Regions from separate parts of the Sus scrofa genome. Here region 2 is linked to region 1. Evidence: chromatin contacts called from public promoter capture Hi-C data. All regions are on one chromosome and are shown on one strand. The core of a region is the stretch at or near the end of the contact, and the rest is flanking DNA. Distances in the headings are between cores, read along the strand shown. Region 1 holds the start of ITPRIPL2 (inositol 1,4,5-trisphosphate receptor-interacting protein-like 2). Region 2 holds the start of SMG1 (serine/threonine-protein kinase SMG1).

Region 1 (5,084 bases), core at 1,227-3,726:
GGCCATCTTCCTTGCCTTAAACTGGCTTCATTGCCATCCCCATTCCCACCTGGTGGGTCAGGCTTTGGGAGCACCAGGCCAGGTGGGGGCGCTGTCAGGGATTATGGTTCATCTTCTGGGAACCCCTGGGTGCGCTGACTCCGGGGTGGGGGGCACCTGGCAAGGTATCGGGGACCACCATAGGCCCGGAGAAGCTGGGGCAGCCTTCGCCACGTGGACAGCAACCGTGCTGCTGCGACTTCCCTGGCATGTCTGTCGAAAGCGGCCAGGAGGTCAACCGGGGCTGCTTCACGCAATACCTTGGGCAGTGGGCCAACCTCCGCGGCCGCCCCGCCAGGGCCCAGGACGCAGTGGAAGAGCGTACGGCGTCGCAGCAGGCAGTCCCTAAGGAATTTTACTAGCTCTTCCAAGCGCTCGCCCAGGTGCACCTCGTCCCAGGCTCGGGCAGGAACCCCCTCGCGCAGCAGCACCGCCAGCAGCACCGTCTTGAGCACATATGAGGACAAGATACGTCCCCACTGGATGGCGGCCGTCGGGTCCAGCCCGCGGGCGCCCAGGTCTCTCAGAGCTTTAAGCAACTGCAGGCACTTGAGGTAGCAGGCACCTGGAGGGGCCCTTTCCTGCAGCCAGCTCAGCAGCTTCTGCTCCTGGCGCGCTGTGTTCACGCCCCACAGTGCATCCGCGCGCAGGCCTCCAGGGAGCTCTGAAATCGGCCCAACTGGCGAGGGTGGCGGCGGTGGTGCCACCAGGAAGACGTTGTCGCCCAAATGGACGGCAGGGATAAGACGCACGGCCATGGAAAGGCGGCAGCAGCCATAATCGGTGCGGCAGGGCAGGATGTGTAGGGTGGGAGGCTGCTCCAGGCTGCCCGGGGTCAGGGTGACCCGACATCGCCCCTCTAGGCTATAGCGCACGGTGGCCAGGGAGCGCTGCAGATGCGACTGGAACCAGCGCAGCACCAGCGTGGCCGAGAGGTGGCGCCGCCCGCGCACATCCACACAGAAGCCGTCTGCGAAGGGTTTGCAGTCCCGAAGCCATTGGCCCCCGGAGGCTCCCGGCGGTGCCTTGAGCGCGCACACGAAGCAGCCGTGGACCGCTGGGGCCAGCTCGGGCTCCGCGCCCAGGCTCCGAGGTTCCAGCGCCACCAAGGGCGGGAGGCGCAGCGGCACCAGCACGTCGAAGCTGTCGGGCCGGCGAATTTTATGCTGCTCGTAGGCGCTGCCCACCTGAATGAAGTCTCCACGGAAGGCCAAGGCCAGCGCTCCCCCTGGGATGGGGCCTGGGGACCCCCGGGCGCGGCCAGCCCGCACCAGCTCGCCCACGATCCGGCTCACGTGTGCCTTGCTGTGGCCCAGCACGTGCGGCGACAGGCGCACCTCGTGCTCATAGTAACTCTCCAGCAAGATGTCGAGGCTGGGCTCTCCGAAGTGTCCAGGAGAAAAGGCCGAGTGGCCCCCCAGGCGGGGAGATCCAGGCAGGAAGCGCTGCCGGACAGCGTGGCGACAGCGCAGGAGGATGTAGCCGAGGAGGAGCAGGACTGCCACCTTGAGCAGAGGGAAGCCGCCGTCCGCGCTGTCGGGGGGCTCGGCCCGGGCGCCCCCGCTTCCTCGCAGGACATGGTAGAGGCACACGAGGGCGGTGCACAGGCCGGTCACCAAGGGCCAGAAGACGCGCAGATTGAGGGTGTAGTGCACCGACATGCCGGGCGTCCGGGGCAGCGACTGCCGAGCAGCCCAGGGCGCGAGCCCGGGCAGCGCCCCCAGCCCAGCATGCGCGCAGCGCCCGGGCAGCCCCGCCGTCCGGGTCTCCTTCGTCTCCGCGGCGGCGCTCCCGTCGCAGGGCGGGGGAAAGCCACCCTCCAGCTCGGCCTCTTGTCCCAGCTCAAGCGTTCCTTCCAGCTGCGGCCCTCTCTACACGCCCCGGCTCCCGGCCGCGCCCTGCTCCGGCTGCGCGCGGCGTCCGGCCCGGCGGCGCTCCCCGCCCCGCGCCCCGGCGCGCCGCCCGCGGCCAGCTTCTGGTCCCGCCGCGCTCGCCTCCGATCCCGGGCCGCCCTCCCGGCGCCGCTGGGCCCCCGGGGTCCCCCGCCGCTCCGCTCTGAGCTGGTTCCCGTTACTCGACCCGGGAGTTTCCTCTTCCGAGGGAAGGCGAGGCCGCGCCAGCTAGCGGGGAGGAAATGCCGGAGTCCGGAGCCGCGCGCCGAGCCGGCGGGCGGGGTCGGCCCCCTCCCGGCCTCCGCCTTAAAGCGAGGAGGGACTTAGGGCGGGGAGGGCGGCGGGAGCGACTTCAGGACTTGCTTCCAACCAGCCTCCCGCGGGCCACCCCTCTCCTGCCTACCCTAAGGCCGAAGTAGGCAGGCTCTCATTGGAGGCTGATGGCCTGGTCAGGGGAGCTTCTGGAGTTGTAATCAAAGTTACACCGGGAAGTTGAAAGGAGGGGAAAAAAAGAGCGCACAACCAGACTGTCCAACCCCGGCTCCGCCTCCCCCCACCTCCTTCCCCCCAACCACTCCCCCTCCCTCCATCCTGCCTCCCGCCCCCAGCAAGTCGTGGTGGCGTGGTGTTGGTGGCGTGGCAGGCCTTGGAAGGGAACAGCCCCTGCCAGTGCGCTGCTGTCTTTTATTCAAACCAATAGCTACTGAGACTAGGAGATTAGGTGCCCGGGAAATAGCAGTTGGCAAAATAGGCAGTTTCTGCCGTTCTTAAAGCTTAGAGGCTTTTTTAAAAAGGGGGAAAAAGACAGGAGTTCCCGTCGTGGCTCAGAGGTAAAGAACCCGACTAGTCTCCATGGGAACATGGATTCCATCCCTGCCTTCACTCAGTGGGTTAAGGATTCAGCAGCTACCCTGATCGTTGGCCTAGGCCAGCAGCCGCAGCTCTGATGGGACCCCTAGCCTGGGAACTTCTATATGCCACGGGTGCAGCCTTAAAAAGCAAAAATAAATAAATAAATAAAGGAAGGAAGGAAGGAAGAGAAGGGGACCCACAGCAGAAAATGCTCTGAAAGAAACAAAACCGTGTGAAGAAGTGAGAAGGTGGAGGTCGCCCACCTCCACCAGCTAGAGGCTGTCTGTAGGGTGACCCTTGGTCTGAGACCTCAAAGAGGGTGAACCAGCCTTGGTGCAATAATTACGGCCTTTACAAAGGTCCTACTGTGTGCCAGTACTGTACTAATCACGTAGCACATAGGCACTCACTACTCAGTTCATCCTAAGAAGGGGATCCTATTATTGTCCCCATTTTCCAAGTGGCGAACCTGGGGCACATGCATGTTCAGCCTTTGCCCAAGGTCACACAGCTTTCAGCAGAGCTGTGCCTTGCTCACAGGCACCTGGCTCCAGAGATGTCAGGAGGCAGGACTCAGGGACCAGGGAGTCCCTTCCTCAGCTGCTGGGAAGTGTCCTTTGTCAGGCAGGACCTGCACAAGGACCTTCTCAATCTAGGAAACTTTGTTTTGTTATGTTTCATTTTTGGCTGCCCCCGAAGCATATGGAAGTTCCCAGGCCAGGGATCAAATCCAAGAGGCATCTGTGACCCACATACACCACAGCTGTAGCAACGCCCCGTCCTTAACCCACTGCACCACAGCGGGAACTCCTAGGAAGCTTTGCTTTGTTTCATAACAGGGAGTACTCTCTGCATTTATCTGCAATTATCTAACTATTTGGATTTATTTAAATAATTGTCTTTACTTATTTACGGTCGCTGCACCTTCCTTGCTCCCACCAGCAATTAAGGAGACAAGAGTCAATGCATGAAAAATGTCAGACCCTAAATACCCTCTGAGATTCAGTACTCCAAGGATGACTCCTGGCTTAAGAACCAAGATTATGCCCAGGAAAGCCTCTCCGAGCTAAGCAGACCTGAGTGTAGATCCTCATCACCACTGCTACTAGCTGTGAGCTCAGAGTCTATTAATCTGCATTCTTGGGTTGCAGGTGACAGAAAGCATTTATTGTGTCATGTAACCGAGACACCCACGGAGATCCTACTTCAGCATGGCTGGATCTAGATACACAGATACACTCAGTCCATTTCTATTTTATTTATTTCTTTTTCTTCTTTTAAGGCTGCACCCCTGGCATATGGAAGTTCCCAAGCTAAGGGCTGAATTGGAGCTATAGCTGCCAGGCTATACCACGGCCAGAGCAATGCAGGATCCGAGCCACATCTGTGATCTACATCTCTTTCCTTCCTTCCTTCCTTCCTTCCTTCCTTCCTTCCTTCCTTCCTTCCTTCCTTCCTTCCTTCCTTCCTCTCTTTCTCTCTTTCTTTTCACAGCAATGCCAGATCCCTGACCCAATGATGGAGGCCAGGGATTGAACTCACATTCTCATGGATACTAGTTGGATTCATTTCTGCTGCGCTACAACAGGAACTCCCTCAGTCCACTTCTTAGCTCTTCTTTCTTCTAAATGGGCTGCACCCTCTGCCAGGCTCCTGGCTGCTCTAGCCTCATTTTATCATCAATGCAGAGGAAAAGAGAGCTTTGCTTGCCTGAAAGTTGCAGGAAATGTCATGCCCAGGGATAACCTTCGGTCTCACTCTAAAAGCGACCAAGAAAGAGAATGCACCAATTAGCCTGGCCTGGGGTGGGGCTATGGACTGAAATATGTCCCCTCAAAACTCATACATTGAAGCCCTAACCCCCAATTGTGTTTGGGTACAGGGATCTTCAGAAGTAATTAAGGTTTAATGAAGTCATAAGGGTGGGGCCCTGCTCCAATAAGACTGGTGTCCTTCCAAGAGGGAGAGAGAGAGGGGGCAGCACATGTGCCAAGGAAAAGCCTTGTGAGGACACAGAGAAGAGGTGACCATCTGAAAGCCAGGAGGAGAGTCCTCACCAGAAGCCTGACCCTGCCGGCCCTTGACCTTGGACTTGCCTGCCCCCAGAACTGTGAGAAAGCAAACTTCTGTTGTTAAAGCCGCCCAGTCTATGGTGTTTGTTATCTGCAGCTGACGGATACAGTTGAGCACCCACCCCTGGAACCAGAAAGTGGGGCGAGCCCTGCCCAAACCATGGGGACTGTGAGAGGGGTGGCCCCCAGTGAAAGTCAGGGTGCTGTGCTGGAAGAAGGGGAAGGGGCT
Region 2 (5,084 bases), core at 1,338-3,837, 250 kb before region 1:
GGAAAATCAAGCTCCATTCTGTCAGTTAACTGAGTCTGTCACCTTTCTGAAGTGAGGAGGGGACAAAATAACAACCTCAAATTTATCTCAGGAAAATTTATGACTTGGCAAACACCTTAAGTTTTTTTTATTGGCTATTTTACAAAACAACTAGGCAACAGTGCAAAGAAATTTTGCTTTGGTGTACCCTCCATACATTTCTGTTCCCTCCTCTACAAAAAAGTCAAGTATTTCCAATATCCTAATTGACTGTTACTCCATGTAACCAAGTGCATCTTCTCATAGCATCTGTCTACCTAGGCAATAAGTTCTGAGACTTTGCTACAGAGCACAGCTTCAAAGAATGCAGAGGCCCCTTTACACACACACAGAGCCAAAAAATAAGGTAACTGAAAGAAGAAAACACGAGTAATATTAATAACCCATGTACTTATTCCACAACTATGGGAGCCATTCTGCTTCATACCTGTCAAATGAAACCAGGCAACCTCAACCCGTGGCTCCAACTGTGCTACTCCACTTGTTGAGAACCACAAGCTACAGTTTATTCTTCTCCAGAAGTTCTAGGACTGCTTGAGAAGGGCACTTTATTTAGTCCTCTAAAGGGATACCATGCACATTGTTTACACATGCTGACAATACCGAAAAATAATGGAAAATCTACTGTCAAAGAGCTCTCAGATGTTCAATTCAACCTCATTTATCACCTAATTCACTAGATGGGAAAAAGAAGTAAATTTCACACATTTCAATGAACATACACAACAACCAAAAATGCCAGTTATAGATAAAAATATCAAAACCAGTCAACTGATTTTATTTAAAGCACTCACAAACCCTAAGCGGTAAAGGACAGGTCCAACTATGCTTTTCTTTTCAAAAATTTTAAACTACTTAACATCTTAATTCTAAACTAAGCTTTTAATGTCACTTTGTTATATACATAATTCTCAGCAGACAGGAGACCTGGAAAAACACATGAAACAGAATGAAATGTGTATCACTCATCAGCCAAAAGATTATTTTGGTTTTTCTATCAAGTCGTAGGGCGTTACATTCTACTATCTTTCCAAATTATTTCCAAACATTGCTGGAATTGCATGCAGCCATCAGGAAATTAAAAGTCATCCCAACAATGTGTGTCTAACATTTCTCTGGCCAGTTCCTGGACAATCATAATGCAAGAGGCTCAAAGTGCGAGACCTCCATGAAACAACTAACCCTACAATGTTATATACATTTAGGGAATTCTTCTAGGCACTGGGCTAAGTTCCAAAACAGTCTTGAGTATTACAAGCACTTATTGAGTAAGAGAGATGAGAATCAGTCCAAAATTACGTACAACTGCCCCATGATTAATCAGAAAGAAACGAAAATTAATTTTCTTTAAAAAGTCGGTACCCTTTAATATGTTCATTTCCAAGGAGACCCCTGTCGGAAATCAAACCCTTTACTCTTCTAAGCGAAAGCCCGCTCAAGTGTCCAGGCATGAACTGCTCTCCGCCAAAGTAGCTGCCCCCTGCACTTGTGGGAAACATTTTCCAGGACCAGAGTCGGTTGGCCCCATTAACACTGTCACAATCTCCTCTCATGCCCCACAACGAGCCTGCCTAAAGTCAGAGTAAGGCCCTGGAGCGTGGCTGTTTTTTAAATATTAACACGTGGGAGGTCACAGAAAAGATCAAAGTTAAGGAGGTCTTTTCACGTGGGGGCTGAGAGGCGGAGAGATAGGAAAGTGAATGGGTGGCGGAGAGGGTCCTGTACTCCCAGGATCCCCCAACTCATATACCAACTTAAGGGGAAGGCGGCAAGTAAAAAAAAACAAAAAACAAACAAAAAAAAACAACCAACACCAGGTTCCCTTCCTTCACCCAATTCCTAGGCCAGTTCCTTCTCCCGGCGCCCAGGGTCTGGCTCCAGCCCTGAGGCTGAAATGCAGGGAGAGGGGAAGCATTTAGGCCTCGCCTCCCAGCGGCCTTCCTTCCCCAGCCGGGGCGGGAGGGAACCCAGGAAGCCGCGCCCGGTTCCTGGGGGGGTGGAGAGCCTAGGCCGCGCCTCCCAGCCCGGCGGCCCTAGGCCTCGGCCCGCCCGAGGCGAGGCCCGGGGTCGGGGTGGCGAGCTGGCCGCCGGCTCACCCACCTGGGTTGCCAGTCATTCCAGCTCCGCGGGTACTTGGTGCCGCCGCCGCCGCCGCTGCTCAGCCGAGACCCCGGGGCTCTGCGGCTCATTACCTTCCCCGACACGACATGGCCAAGCGCCGCCGCCCGAAGAAGCGCGAGTCGCCGCCCGAACCGGCCGCTGCCGACACTCCGCTCCGGCCCCGGGCTGAGGAGGAAGCCGAGAAGGAGGAGGAGGCGGCGGAGGGCGGGGGAGGCGGACGGCCGTTCCGGGTTCCGCCTGAGCCCGCAGCGCAGGACGAGGAGGCGGGAGCGGCGCGGCGAGAGGGAGGCGGAGGAAGGGGAGGCGACGTCTCTTCCAGGGCCGTGCGCGGCCCGCGACGCCGGGGCCCAGGAGGAGGAGGACAGGGAGGAGGAGGCGGTGGCGGCTGCTCCTCACGCTCACACAGCCACGGGTTCCCCGCCTCCCGGCTCCGCCCGCCGCGCCGCCGCTGCCGCACGGCATGCTGGGAGCGAGAGGCGGTGCCGGCGCCCGCCGGGCCGGGGTGGAGGGGCGGGGCCGGGACCGAGGGGCGGGGCATGTGGGCGGGGCCGGACTCAGCAAGTGGACCGCCCTCTCCGCGCCCCGCGCTCGCTTCCAGTCTTCGCGGACCGCGCGGAGGTCCGGCCCCGCCGCGGGGGATCACGGGAGAGGGGGTTCTCCGTCACCATCTCCACGCGCACGCTCTCCTATACACCCCCGGGAAAGCACCTGACCCCCAGAGGGCGGGGCAGTCAGGTGTAAACAGGCTTCCGCTCAAGATACAGGGGTGCCCTTGCGGTGGCGCGCGCAGACACACATGCATGTCCTTAGAGTTCACGCGCGCCCACGTTCCTCACCTTGTACGGCAATAAGTAAAAATAAAAAACAGAGGGGGTGAACATTCATCTACCCAGCCTCCACCTGAAATGTGCCCGTAGATTCCCGACACCTTGACCATTTATGTCTTACCATTACAAAAAACGAAATAGAGGAAGAAAGCGGAATACTCACGAGCACCAACCTTTGTCCCCTGCAACATGAAATACGCTCTGAAATCCTCCCACCGTTAACAGCTACTTTCCCTTCCAAAGAGTCTTGCGGGTGGCGTGGCATTGGGCGGGGGGGGGGGGGGGGGCCAAACCTGAGCACTTTCTCCTCCGCCGCGACGTTTCCACGGCCCCCACCAAAGAGTTCACTAAAGCATCTTAGACATAAAGTGGATGCCATATACAAAGAGAAAAGGTCAACAAGCTGCACAGCAAACAGGTAACAGGGAGTTAGCATGTGGCTCAGTAGGTCATTGCTGTGGCTTCAGTTACAGCTTGGTGCAGGTTCCATTCCTGGCCCCGGAGCTTCCCTAGGTGCAGCCAAACACACACACACGCACGCACGCACGCACACACAGAACAGGTAACAGGAATTAACTCTGGAGGATAGTCAAAAGGGTCTTACGTTATTTTATGTTGCAAATTCCCTATGTTGCAAAGTCCCCATATATTGCTTGTGTGATTAAAAATGGTTACCAATGGAATTCCCGTTGTGGCGCAGTGGTTAACGGACCCGAGTAGGAACCATAAGGTTGCGGGGTTGATCCCTGGACTTGCTCAGTGGGTTAAGGATCCGGCGTTGCCGTGAGCTGTGGTGTAGGTTGCAGACGCAGCTCGGATCCCGCGTTGCTGTGGCTCTGGTGTAGGCCAGTGGTTACAGCTCTGATTTGACCCCTAGCCTGGGAACCTCCATATGCCGCAGGAGCGGCCCTAGAAAAAGGCAGAAAAAAAAAAAAGTTACTAAATTACAAAAGTACTTGAGATTATGAGGTGATCCACATGCATCCCCCTTCAACTTTGGGCTCCTTGCTTATGTCCGTCAACACTGTAGGCTCTTGCTAGTTCTAAAGGATGGAAAGTTAGGTTTTCATATGTACTTTTCTCCCCTCCCCAATTCGACTCATTCAGGGAACAAGAAGCTCCTTCTACGAACTGGTGCTATTTGACTCAACACAGAAATTCTCACTAGGTTTAGACTCCAGCATGGTCACCCACATGTGTAAAAAAAAAAAAAAAAAAAAATTTTTTTTTAAATAACCTGAGTGAAGAGGGATACATCCCACAGTTATACACTCCATCCTGAAATGTGCCCTGGGTAGCCCATACTTGCTGTGAGGAAGGATCCTACCATTTGTGAAAGGGACCCTACCAATGGTGTCCTTTCTTCCCTACTCTCCTATGAAAAGTCCCTCTTGAATCAAGTCCTAAGATTAGGGTTCTCTCTCAGAAATTGTGAATCCTGCCACAAGGTATTTTGGTTTGTTTGTAGTTCATGTCTAATGACATAAGCAAACAGTAAACACATATGTTTGGGGTTTGGGGGTTTTATTTGGGGGAGTGCCATATCTGTGGCATGTAGAAGTTCCCAGGCCAGGGGTGGAACCCACATCACAGCTTTAACCAGAGCCACAGCAGTGAAAATGCCAAATCTTTAACCCCCTGGGGGAACGAGGGAATTTCCCTCACATGTTTTCAATGTACAGCCTAATTGTGATTAATTCTTTCATTCAACATTTTTTAGCAAAATTTACTGAGCATCTACTAACCAAGCAGTTGGGGACAGGGACAGTGATCCGACTCAATCCCTATCCTCAAGGAACTCTGGGAGTAGGGGTCGGAGAAATAGGTGTATTATTAGAAATGATCGAAATAGTTACAATCTCCTCTCTCTCCACCACCCTGCAATCTGACCAAAAAAGCCACTTCTCCCAAAGCGTTTTCTCTTTCCTTCCTTCCTTCCTTCCTTCCTTCCTTCCTTCCTTCCTTCCTTCCTTTCTTTTTCTTTCTTTCAGCTTAAGCCACAGCCAGAGCAAGGCTGGATTGGAGGTGCAAGACCTACACCACAGCTCATGGAAACACCAGATCCTTAACCCACCGAGCGAGGCCAGGGATGGAACC

What was found. Promoter capture Hi-C pulls out the DNA fragments that hold promoters and counts their contacts.
Region 2: a promoter capture Hi-C map of liver shows a contact between it and region 1, with 2.4 times the contacts expected there. The contact joins the promoter of SMG1 here to the promoter of ITPRIPL2 in region 1. A contact is called at or near these places in 1 of 5 promoter capture datasets (liver), 1 of 47 Hi-C or Micro-C datasets (liver) and 1 of 2 datasets of contacts at active chromatin or transcription factors (alveolar macrophages).

What each region holds. Positions count from the first base shown.
Region 1 is chr3:26,401,252-26,406,335 of Sscrofa11.1, reverse strand. ITPRIPL2 (inositol 1,4,5-trisphosphate receptor-interacting protein-like 2) reads right to left here and starts at 2,476. Exons shown (of 2, transcript XM_021086544.1): 1 at 1-2,476. The coding sequence starts at 1,700. The coding sequence ends at 102.
Region 2 is chr3:26,651,322-26,656,405 of Sscrofa11.1, reverse strand. SMG1 (serine/threonine-protein kinase SMG1) reads right to left here and starts at 2,587. Exons shown (of 63, transcript XM_021086548.1): 1 at 2,140-2,587. The coding sequence starts at 2,228.